Regions from separate parts of the Mus musculus genome. Here regions 1 and 2 are each linked to region 3. Evidence: chromatin contacts called from public ChIA-PET and HiChIP or PLAC-seq data. All regions are on one chromosome and are shown on one strand. The core of a region is the stretch at or near the end of the contact, and the rest is flanking DNA. Distances in the headings are between cores, read along the strand shown. Region 1 has its middle 34 kb from the start of Gm25215. Region 2 has its middle 65 kb from the start of Gm25215. Region 3 holds the start of Epc2 (enhancer of polycomb homolog 2).

Region 1 (3,787 bases), core at 1,113-3,612, 87 kb after region 3:
GAACTCTGAGAGAGGAGTGGGGAGTCCCGTCTCCTCTAACGTCCCGAAAGTATGAACAAAGATCATGCCCCACTGGCGTGGTGGGCTGAGTCCCTGATAGCATATCCTTTTCTGATCAGAAAACTGCCCCTGCCTTACTGTAGGCTCAGCAATTTGTAGTTAAATCATAGGTTTACATCTGCCCGTGGCCCTTACCAGCTGCATTCACTCCACGTTCTTTGGTCATCTTGAGAAGGTAGCAGCTGTTTACTGACAGCTGTTCATTACCAGTTCTGTACTAAGCAATCAGTGCTTACCTTTCAGACAAGACTTAGCACAAAGGCCCCTCAGACTCGCCCTATTTCCTAGTTAAAACCCACACCTCTGTCTACTTGCAGAGTCATAAAAGACTCAGAGGGCAAAGAGGGTAGACACATTTGGCCCCTTCCACTAACATAAAGACCTACAGTGCCAGGAAGTGGCAAAAGGCACAGCTGTCTAACACCTTAAGGTGGACTGAATGGTGTCTGTCCTGGAGAGAGGCCGAAAGGACCCAGAGGTTCAAAGCAGCCCAGTGGAGTGAAAGAAAAGATGGATGAATTAAATCCAGGGAAATGAAGATACTTCATGGGACAAGATCTGGATAACATTCCGTAGAAGATACTTAAAGCATTGGTGTGTGCTCTCTCATTCTCTGCCTTGGGGTGACATCTAACACATCAATTAATAACTTCCATAGCATGTGTTTAATTTGCCAATAATTGTCATAAAGAAACGCAATTGCCTTCCAAACCCAGCTGGTTTAATCGGCGTTAGGACTCACTCCATCATGTTGATTTCAGTGACTAATGCTTCTCTCTCCTCAGAAACAGACTCAACATTACCACTGCTGCAGGATACTTCACATGGCGGCTTCTCTTCTCCCATCCCAGCATCTTCATTAAGGCTTCCGGGTGGATGGTGTGCTGAAGCAAGCACCCCATGGGGTGCACCCCCTTGTCAGCCACCTAAATAGTCCACCGTTCTGCAGATGTAAGGAGAGGGGCAAATGAGCCTGAGCCATTGTAGAAGATGTCAGCTTCTCTGGAGGCTCGTATTTCTGTTAGTTTTTGATAAAGTATCAGATGTTCTATTACCTCTGCCACTATCTTTCATCTGAAGTGCCCATTGCTGAACCTCAAGATGTTATTTTCTAAGTAGAAAATGCCTGGTGTTTGCCTCTATAACTCAGACCCAGACCCTTTGTTTTTGGGTTGTGATAAGGACACACTTGTTCCCAGGGGAGAGGGTTCAAGGACCATCCTCCCACCTTGGCATTGTCTGTCCTGGGATTATTAACCGCTTAGTGCACTCTCCTTCACAGAGTCTTCCTGCCTGCTGTTTCTGTCTGATGCCTAAGTCTTTGCTGATAGCTTTTTCACATCCCCTCTCTTCTCTCAAGAGCTACTGGGAGCTCACTTGAGATCCGCCCAGTGTCTTCTTTGCCTCACCATAATCTCTTTCTTTAAACTCTAGTAGATTACCCTGTCCAGCCATTCCATGGTATTTCTGCCTTAGAGCTTTCCTATGTTTTGGCCCTACCTCTCAATAGCGGTGGCTCCATTAATGACAGGGTTTGCGCATGTGTATAGTATATATTGGTTTCAGAAAAAGAACCTGGGAGGGGTTGACATGGTGGTGAGGGTTAACAAACCACCTCAGACATCATGGATACAGATGTTCACCCTGAGAGCTTTCATCCATGGAAACATCCTTATCAACACGGAGGTGAATTTTAAGTCAGAACTGGAAGCTTGGTCACTTTTCTATGACCGTGCTATAACACTATGGCTAAGGCAGCTTGTAAAAGAGTTTGGTTGCATTCCAGGGGATTAGAGTCCATGCTGACTGCAGGGTCAGTGAGGGGAGGCCTGAGCAGCAGCTGAGAGCTCACAGGACCATGCAGGAGGCAGAGAGCATACTCACTGGCATGGTCTTTTGAAATCTCAAACCCTCCGCCAAGGGACATACTTCCTCCCCAAATGGCCACACCTCCTAATTGTTCCCAACCGGTTAAACCAACTGGGAACCAAGTATTCAAACCGGTGAGCCGAATGCAGCTCATTCTTATTTAAACCAACACATTCCACTCCCTGGCTTCCATACCTGTACAGCCAGGTACATTTAATCCAACTTCAAAAGGCTCCATAGTCCCTCAGTCTCCGTACATTTAAATGCCCAAGGTTCTGAGCTCAGGAGATCTCTTAACTGTAAACCTTGCTTAAACAAGAAAAACAAACCACCACCAACAACGAAACCTACACACTTCCAATATACAATGGCACAGAATATACGTTACCATCCCAAAAGAAAGGAAAGGCCGGCGGGGCAGGGGTGGGGGAGGGGGAGAGGGAATGCAGCATCAAATCAGGACCACAACCCAGCACGACAAACTCCGACTCCCAGAGTTCCAAGTCTGATGTCTGAGGGCTTAAAGAGCTATCCTTCCACCTTTGCTGCCTGCAACACACTTCTCTCTCTCAGGCTGGTTCCTGTGTGCAGAAGCACTCCCCGTGAGCAGCTCTCCTTGGCAGTTGGTTCCTGGCTCTGGCTGCTCTGACATCTTGGGGTCTCCAAAGCAATCAGGCTTCACATTCACGGCATCCCACACTGGTCTCTCAGAGCCTCCGTGCAGGGACTCCCCTGCCAGACGCAACAGCTCTCTGTAACCTTAGAAGATCTCATGACCTTGTATACTTCCTAATTCTAAAGACTGCGTGCGGGTGACACTGGCAAGTTAGGCTACCAACTTTGGGTGAACCCAGGCCTCTAGAATTAAGAAGGCTAGGCTGACTCCATGACAGACTTCAAATTGGCAGCGAAGAAGACTGGGCCTAAGAACTGGGCAAATCCAGGAAAGCCCAGACAAATCAATTACTAATAGGAAAAACCCCAGGCTCCAGCCTCCATGTCCCATAATAGTTCCGGAATGCCTAGAGATAGAGGAAGAAAAAGCCCACCTACCCCGGGGATTCCTCAGCAAGCTTCCAGCCCCCACGCCCCGGTAATGGTTCCAGAACGACTAGAGATAAAGATAAAGCTCTTCTACGCCGGAATTCCAGAGTTCTTTAAATCAGGCTTAGAGCTCACATCGTTGTCTCTCTGTCTTGGTAATGGGAGACCCCCAGCACGCCGGACTTCTGCAGAAAGAAACACTTTGCATTCACATACTATTGGAGTCTGGGGTGCATTCACATACTATTGGAGTCCAGGGTGTCATTCTTTTGAACCGTGGACCTTTACAGAATCGCATTTGAAGTGGATTTTATTAGTTGTTCCTCTCTAAGAGAAAAACATTCCTTAGGCTGTTTCCTTTCACAAGTTTAGCTGAGTGGGGTCTTGCCCTGAAGGCACCTTTCCCCCCATTCCAGCTCAGACCCTGCCTTTACGTTTTTCATCTCTCAGTCCTATTCTGGGTTGCTGATGCATTTAGAGTTTTTCTTCAAGGCCAGTTCTGGAGGAGGAGTTTCTGACTTCACCTCCTGCTTCTAGCCAGCTGAGTTCTTTTTATGTGTGTCCAGTCTCCCGCCCAAACTCCTCCAATACTCACTAGAACTGGAAACATTTTTCTTTTAAAAATTTTCTTCCCTACCAAAATTTAGGATCAAGAAGACAGAGATCTGTGCACACTGCTCCACACTCATCCCAATACCATGCCTGGCGCATTACTACTGGACAGATACATTGATTGATTGATTGATAGATACCTAATTGATACCCATAAGATGTCGCCACTGATGAGGCCTCTCAAATGTGTGCTCCTGGAGCT
Region 2 (3,850 bases), core at 754-3,253, 120 kb after region 3:
CTGGCTCATTTTTGAGATAAGGCAGCTCTCATCTTTCTTGTTTTGATTTGCATGTTGGTCGAATGGGATCATACTTTTAAATGAAAGTTCTGAACTGGAATGCAACCAGATACAGAGAGTTTTCTTTGAGCTGAATTTTGATAGGTGACTTTGGAACTGCCAACAAGCCAGGATGAAAGATTAAGCAGCCGGAGCGGTCACACCGCTTCAAACAGGGCCGCTAGAAACACAGAACCGGAAGCTGCTGCACGCAGACATGAAACAAGGAGATCCTGATTTCCGCTGCTTCTCATCTGTGCATTCAGGGTTTTATGCGGCCTTGGTAGAACCTGCCTCTGACAGATACCCCTCTGACACTGAACAGCCCCCCAAACCCAGGAGAGAGAAGGGATAAAATCTTGAGGACCTGGGTCCGTTTTGATTTTGGTACCAACCTCCTTTAGCCTGCCAGGTGCCTGTCTCCTTGTTAGTCAGATAGGCTGCCTGCAAGATGGCAAGATGTCCCAGACTGTGTGGCTTAAGCAATAGACAAATATTTTTCAGTTCTAGATGCTGGACGTACAAGAGCAAGGATCAGTGGGCTCTCCTTGGCTTGCACATGGCTCTTACAGTGTCTTACCACTGATGTACGCATTTCCTAGTTTCTCTCCTTTTTCTACAAGGACAGCAGTCCTATTAGATTTCGATGGACCTTAATCACCCTCTCAAAAGGTCCTATTTCCTACTGGAAATAGATTTTTGGAGGGGACAAACACTCTGCAGTCTCCCCTTAACGTCCTCAGGAGAGGATTCTCTGGGTGAAGTTCCACCTGTCACACAGCTCCTTCTGTGTTCCTATGCCAGGTGGCTTCAGGGGTCACCTCTCTCTTGTTAGAATTATCTAGTGGCTGAAGACTGAAGAACCAGCTTTTCACATTGAACTAACTTGATTTTGGTTTCCTCACTGATGCAATCTCTAAGGAGGCCCCATAGTTCTCATCTCAAAGAATTATCATGAGAAATAAAAGAATCATTTTTAAATGTAGAGTCCAGCCTTTGAAAGATACTGAGGGCTACTGTCACCTCTTATTCAGGGTCCCTGGCTTCTGTCATTGCATCTATTTCTCTTCTGCAACAGGGTTCCCTCCTAGACATATTTGAGCTGGCCTGGAAATCGCCATCTTCCTAATCCTGACAGCCTTTCTAATACTGAGATTACAGGCACCTGTTTGCTAGGTCTAGATTCCAGCTGTCTAAATGTTCTCTCTCTTCCAGCTGCTTCCATAGTCCTTGTAGCCTAGGCATGGACATCACCCAGTGATAGCCACTTCATTCTCACCAACTTGATTTTTTTTTTTTTTTAAATACAAAGACCCATAATGAATCTTTTTTGGTGGCATTTGGCAAACAGTTCCTAAAGGAACTTAAATGCTCCCTACTCATCATTTTGTCTCATTGGTCAAGGAAACCTAGTTAGGTCTTTCTGATTGGTCAAGGGAACCTGGTTAGGTCTTTCTGATTGGTCAAGGAAACCTAGTTAGGCTTTTCTGATTGGTCAAGGGAACCTGGTTAGGTCTTTCTGATTGGTCAAGGGAACCTGGTTAGGTCTTTCTCTAATCAGGCCCCGCCTTGGCTCAGTCATCCAAATCTGGGAAAGAACCATTTTCTCGTGTACTCAGTCGTTGGACAAGGAAGGGTGAAAGCCAGAAAGGAGCACAAAGAGGCACCGTGTGCACCTGTGCTTACGTCATCACTACGCGCTACCACTTCATATCTCTGCCTTTCCCAAACATCTTAGAACAAATGACCTTTTAAAATGGCCTTTCTTTCTCTCTTCCTCTTACAGCCCTCTTAGCACCTGACTGCCCCTCTAGCCACTCTCCGGGAACTATTTCCATGCACTCCTATTTATCTTCTGGAAATTGTCCACAGAGACCTCAGTCCTTTACTTGAGCTCCTTGACCCAGTGAGACATCCTGTGTAATGGTTCTGCTGTTTCCTGTGCTGACTGCTAACCAGCCTGAGGTTCCCCTGCTATATGCCTCAGATTTCCGACTTCTGGACTTCAGCGGATTCGTAGGTATCTTAGACTGTAAGCTTCTACGAGACAGAAACAACATCTTCAAAGTGACCAGAAAGGACTGTTTAAGTGATTACCGACAAAGGCAGAATCGTAGGATGTGTATTTCCACACAGTGAGGGATCCAATTGAGGTTATGTCCCTACTTAGAATTCAGTATGAGAAGGGGTCAGAAGTCTGTCCTCTTTGGTACTGTGGATGGTTATCTGAAGGGAAAACACAACTACCTTTAGAATTCGATAGTTGGAGAGACAGGAAGCTACAAAGCCACAATGTGAAGCCAGAATTTCCTGAGTTTGATAGAGGAAATCAAAGCATGTTATAGAAAATAACCAACACTTAGTGTTTGGTGGCTATTTTCCCCTCTGAAAGATGATACTCTCTACTAGGCACCTGTAGCAAGTGGTAGCATGTGTCCTGGGTCAAGAACAGGAAGCTCAGATGATGATCTAGATTGGCCCAGGTCTGTGCCTTCAATGAAACAGGTAACTCCCACTGCCCTCAGGGACCAGAGCCAGAGATCACAAAGCTCTTTGTCAAGCACAGAGAGAATGATCTATCTGGTTCTCACCTTAGTGTTGGCTTAGTTTCAAGGGTTGGACTTTGTGTCATAGACTAATTTGAGAAATTTTGTTTAGCAGATGGAGTCTCTGTATCCAAGGCTGGTACACATTTCTTCCTTAGCTTCTCCAGTTCTGGGGATTAAAGTTGTGAGCCACCATGCCTGGCTGATATGCATATATATATATATATATATATATATATATATATATATATACATATATATATATATATATATATACATATATATATATATATATGTATATATATATATATATATATATATATGGATTGAATGAGACTCACTTTCCTATTAGATTCCTGTTCCAGAGTGGGCAAAAGAAGGTGAAGAGGCTACCAAAGCTGGATTTAGTTAAGTGAAGCTCACCTGTGTGTGCCTGTGGTAGGAGGCATATACACTGAGGGACACATGTTTGGTAGAGACATGATCTTCCTGGAGTAGAGTTGTCCTAATACCAATTACTGGGAAGGATGAAGAGGCTTTGGTCACTTTGTTGAAAGCATGAACTACTTGTTACCATGCATGAGTTAAGAACTCACAAGTCAGTTCCCTATCATTAAGAACTGATTCGAAGCCATTCTTGGTATAAAACTCAGCCTCGAAACCAGCTAGAACAAGAAATTCAATTACAGCAAATCCATGGTAATTCCCCCACCCCAATTTCACCTTTAGACTTCAAGAAATTTAGGGAGAGTTTATAATGAACAGCACAAGGATATCTTTCTTGTAAATCTCTTCACAGGAGCAAATCTTTTAAAGTCTCCTCGTGAAAAGTCTCCTCTGGATCCCCCGATGGAAAGTGAAGGGAGTATGAAGGGTAAAGGGACCGACCTCCTGTTTCATCTTTCCTACAGTCAGTAACTTCTTGTTCCGTGAAACTCCCTCCTTCCCTGCAAGCTGACTGTGGAGGCCCTCTTTCATCCTATGTGGTCGTCAGTTTTCTGCTGCTATAACAAATGGCCTTATACAGTGAAATGTTGGCTCACTGTTTGGAAGTTTCAGTCCATGGTCAAGTGCCCTAGTGCTTGTGGATCTGTGGTGTGGCAGGACTTCTCAGGGGAGTGGGCGGTAGAGCAAAGTCACTCATCTCATGTTCATAGAGAGAAACAAAGAGGGTCCCCAAAATCCCACTGGAAGGAACACCTCCATGGATCCAAGATTTTTGGAGCTAGGTCCTATCTCCAAGTCCAAATAACATCACCCTGGAG
Region 3 (3,802 bases), core at 742-3,241:
AAATGACAGATTGATTAAATGATCATCTGATTTTTCAACTGGCAGACCTTAGGCAAAAGATAGCAAACATAAGGAAGTAAAACGACGTAAAAACACACGTCCGAAGGAAATGGCTAAGAGAAAGACGTGATCAGCAAAGACAGTACCACGCTACCAAACGCAGTTTCTAGATCATCTATCGGAGACTGCCAGAAGGTAGCTCAAAATCAAGTCAATAACCTCATAAGCAAACTTCTCAAACACGATTCGGTACTATCTGAATCTTAGGCATAAAAGCTGAGTTTTAATTTCCTGAAGGTTTAAAAAGAGGTCTTATTTAATATTCTACTGAAAATGTTAAATCAGGTAATCAAACACCAAAAAGAAATGTGATTAAGTCAAAGCACCAACACAGTGAGGTCAGAATTCGAGCAGCCAATCAAATGCTTAAAGGCATTTCCTGCAATATTAATAGTCAAAAGAGAAAGCCAATCACAGAAACCTCCAGCTTTCTTTTGACAGTAACAGAAGCTAGGGAGCCAATCCACACACACCCGTGGTTGACAATAAGGCGGGACTGAAGGTTCATTGAAGAAATTCTTCAGGGTGCAGTTACTATGAACTCCGCACACAAGTAACAACACTCCAGAGTCGTAAACACTGTCAAATCGGAGGAAATTCAGTCTTGGGTATAACTTAACCCCCGGGAAGAAGGAAACAGCATTTTGTCCAAATTTTAACATCTGGTCAAAAACGCAACTGTCAATGCGGACGCTCTGAGCCCTCAAGTTGTAAACAGCCATCCCGCATGCAACTTCCCCGGACGCTCGCTGCACGGGAAGCGCGGGCCTGGAGGCCAGTTTCAAGCATTCGGGCTCCGTCCTAATTCCGCACAACCGAGGAGGGGCCAGCCCGGCAGGCGAAGCCGGCGTGCAGATCAGAGGACTCGCTAACGCAGAGTCCGGACCGGGGGTCGCTGCCCGGCCGCAGGGATGCATCGCCTACTCCCGCGGCACCTCTAGCGGGCAGCGCAAACCATCACCCATCACCCCACTAGCAGGAAGATGCATGTTTTGAAAGAGCTCTACTTTCCCGAGATCGTTTGTTTCAAAGGCAATTTCGTGCACGCACAAATTTTAAAACGCAACGAAAATAGCGCCTTAGCCCAAGGACCCTTTCTCGACCCATTAACCCCGCTCCCGGCGAGATGTCTACGAGGTAAACAGAGGCTGTACGCCAAGTGCGGGCCGGCGCATCCCTGCGCCATTCCCGGCCGCTGCTTACGGCAGGGCCCCCTTACGGCAGCGTAAGCGGCGCCGAGAGCTAATCACAACACTGGGACGCAACAACATGGCGGCCGCGGGCGGGCGCTGCGCCGGCCGACGGGTTTACGCTACTCCGCCGGCGTAGGGTCCGGAGCGCGCAGCGGCAGCGGCGCCCTCCAGCGAGCGTAGAAGCGCTCTGTGAATGGCGAGGCCCGGCTGACAAAGGGGAGGGGGGAGGAGGGAAGGGGGGGGTAATAAACACTCGAGTCCCTACCGATTCCTCCTCCTTCTCCATCCCGGTGGGCATCTGGGGCACGGCCCGGTTGATGGAGACGCAGTCGTTGAGATCAGGCATGTCCTTGCCGCGGTAGATGGGCAGCGGTTTGGCGGCGTCCAGCGCCCGCGCTCGGAAGGAGAGTTTACTCATTGTCTCCCCGCCTTACAGGAACAGCCCGGGCGGCGGCGGCGGGGCGGGCGGGGAGGGGGGGGGAGCACTCCCGCCGCCTCCTCCACCTCCTTCCTCAGTGCAGCGCGGCCGGCCCGCTCCTCCTCCTCCTCCGCAGTGCCCCCGGCCCCAGCATGGGCGCCCACCCCGCCCCAGAACAGCCCCCCGCCGCCCGCGGCCGCTTCCACACTCTAGATCCGCCGCTCGCCCGCCCGATCCGCTCCCTGCGCCATGGCCAACATGGCGGACATTACCACAGCGGCGGCGAGCGATCCCGGCAGCCCGCGCGAGAGCGCGCCCCCGCCTCGGGGACGCGCGTCGCCCTCTCCCTCCCTCCCTCCCTCCCTCCTTCCTTTCCCTCCCCTGCCTGCCCACCCACTCTCTCCGCGGCGAGGCGCGGCCAGCCCAGCCGGCGAGAGCGAGCCGAGTCCCGGTGGCCCTCCTCGGCGGGACGCTCGGCACGCAGGCGGGGCGGCAGGTGCCAGGTGCGCTCGGTCCCCGGCTCCGGAGCGGGCGCCTCGGTGCCTCCGCCGCCGACTCGCTCCGCGCGGGGCTCCCTCGGGAAGGCTCAGTGCCTAGGACCGCTCGCCTCGGGGGGACAGGAGGCCTCCGCCCCCGGGCCACCGGCCGCCCCTCGAGTCTGCACTTGGACAGCTCTGCTCGCCCCGGCGCCTGCTGGCTGGTTTCGCGCCTCGGGTTTGCGCATCCCCGGGGAGGTCCGACAAGTCCGCTGCGTCTGCCCACGCCGAGAGGCACAGCCCTGCTGCGTCTCGCGCCCTGAGAACTTGGGCAGTCCCTGTCCAGAGGAGCTCTCCAGAGTTAGGCACCGCCGAGAGGATGCTCGGGTAGACAGGAGGGTCAGTAGTTGGAGACTGCTACTTGAAATAGTTGCTGGACGCGGCAACAAGCGGACTTGCACCTGTCATCCAAACTTTCTTAGTTTGATGGTTGGCATTTCTTGAAATCTCTAACCAAAGTATGTGAAAACACTGGTTACAGTGACGACTCAAAAAGAGTTTAATAAAGTTCCGGACTCCAATTAGTTTGCGTGTTACTGTGTTACAACTAAACTGCTGGATAATTAGTAACAAGAGTCGTAACTACTTGAAAGGGCAGCTGCAAAGATGATGGGCCAAAAAAAAAAAAAAAAAAAAAGTAAATTCTTGAAGAAAATGATACAGACCACACAAAAGAGTGATGGAAAGTTAATTACCACATGACATCTATAGTCAGTTGCTGTGACAGGTCAAAGAAATTAGACATAGTTTTGGCCAGAAGTGGTTTGCAAAAGCTCTGCAAAAAGGAATCAAATTGACTCAATTAAATACTAGTCACTATTGATACAAACCTTTGTTGCAGTTTCTTAGTCTTTAAGCAGTACATGTTTCTAAGCAAATTGCCTCACTGTGCAACAGTTTTACCATTTTCTAATCATTGAAAAATACCCTACCTAGCTCATAAAAGGGTAGATGGTTTGCTAAAGTCCAACAATAAAAACGGGTTTCTTTGTCATGTCTTAATATAGCAAAACCATCTATCTCTCTTCATTGCCACCCATTATTTTTCTCTATTTTCTTCTCTCCCTGCTTTTTTTTCCCTCCCTCTCCCCCCCTCCCCCTTGTCTCCAGCTTTTCCTTTGAAAGCTGAATGGTGAATATTGACTTCCTGGTAACACAAAATAATCTAACCAGTCTGTCCGGGGACACTTTGGGATGTTATTCAGTGGCTTTGTTTTATGTCCACTTGTTACTGGTAACAATGCAAACAGACTGTGGCTCAATTCTTGTAAGCAACACCTTTCACATGGTTGTGAGCCTGTGCTGTTGTGAGTGTTACCCTCTGGCGTAGTTCCAATCCTTTGTAAGGAAGAACAAGAAGTTCTCAGAAGGGGGGCTGGGGGGGTCATTATTGAGTACTAGTCTGAAAATCAGGGGGAACAGTGTTTGAAAAAATGAGTCATTGGGGCCTTTTATCTGGATTCTCACCCCTTCTCAGGCTCAGAGACGGTAGCTTCTTTCCAGTCTCTCTGCCTAATGTTACACTCAGAAAAAGAAGTGTGGACATTGTGTGTGTGGGGGGGGGGGTATAGTCCCAAGTAGTTGAAATCCACTCA

What was found. ChIA-PET counts read pairs in DNA pulled down with a chosen protein or histone mark. HiChIP or PLAC-seq counts read pairs in DNA pulled down with a chosen protein or histone mark.
Region 1: a contact with region 3 is called in an H3K27ac HiChIP or PLAC-seq map of embryonic stem cells, with 39 read pairs. The contact joins the enhancer-like site here to the promoter of Epc2 in region 3. A contact is called at or near these places in 3 of 39 promoter capture datasets (the C10 cell line and embryonic stem cells), 64 of 484 Hi-C or Micro-C datasets (the AML12 cell line, B cells, the C10 cell line and 31 more), 15 of 115 datasets of contacts at active chromatin or transcription factors (the SCID.adh cell line, bone marrow-derived dendritic cells, bone marrow-derived macrophages and 5 more) and 3 of 9 other capture datasets (liver, macrophages and pancreatic islet).
Region 2: an RNA polymerase II ChIA-PET map of memory CD8 T cells shows a contact between it and region 3, with 12 read pairs. The contact joins the enhancer-like site here to the promoter of Epc2 in region 3. A contact is called at or near these places in 1 of 484 Hi-C or Micro-C datasets (cortical neurons), 4 of 115 datasets of contacts at active chromatin or transcription factors (bone marrow-derived macrophages, embryonic stem cells, extraembryonic endoderm stem cells and 1 more) and 1 of 9 other capture datasets (pancreatic islet).

What each region holds. Positions count from the first base shown.
Region 1 is chr2:49,362,951-49,366,737 of GRCm38.p6, reverse strand. No RefSeq gene overlaps it. Among named protein-coding and RNA genes, the nearest start is that of Gm25215, 34 kb to the left of the region's middle. Within about 2 kb of position 2,362, at least 8 of the 459 cell types and tissues checked have an H3K27ac peak or open chromatin away from gene starts, as enhancers often do. A contact at or near this core is called in embryonic stem cells, where this site is marked.
Region 2 is chr2:49,331,919-49,335,768 of GRCm38.p6, reverse strand. No RefSeq gene overlaps it. Among named protein-coding and RNA genes, the nearest start is that of Gm25215, 65 kb to the left of the region's middle. Within about 2 kb of position 2,003, at least 7 of the 459 cell types and tissues checked have an H3K27ac peak or open chromatin away from gene starts, as enhancers often do. A contact at or near this core is called in memory CD8 T cells, where this site is marked.
Region 3 is chr2:49,449,675-49,453,476 of GRCm38.p6, reverse strand. Epc2 (enhancer of polycomb homolog 2) reads right to left here and starts at 1,991. Exons shown (of 14, transcript NM_172663.4): 1 at 1,519-1,991. The coding sequence starts at 1,671.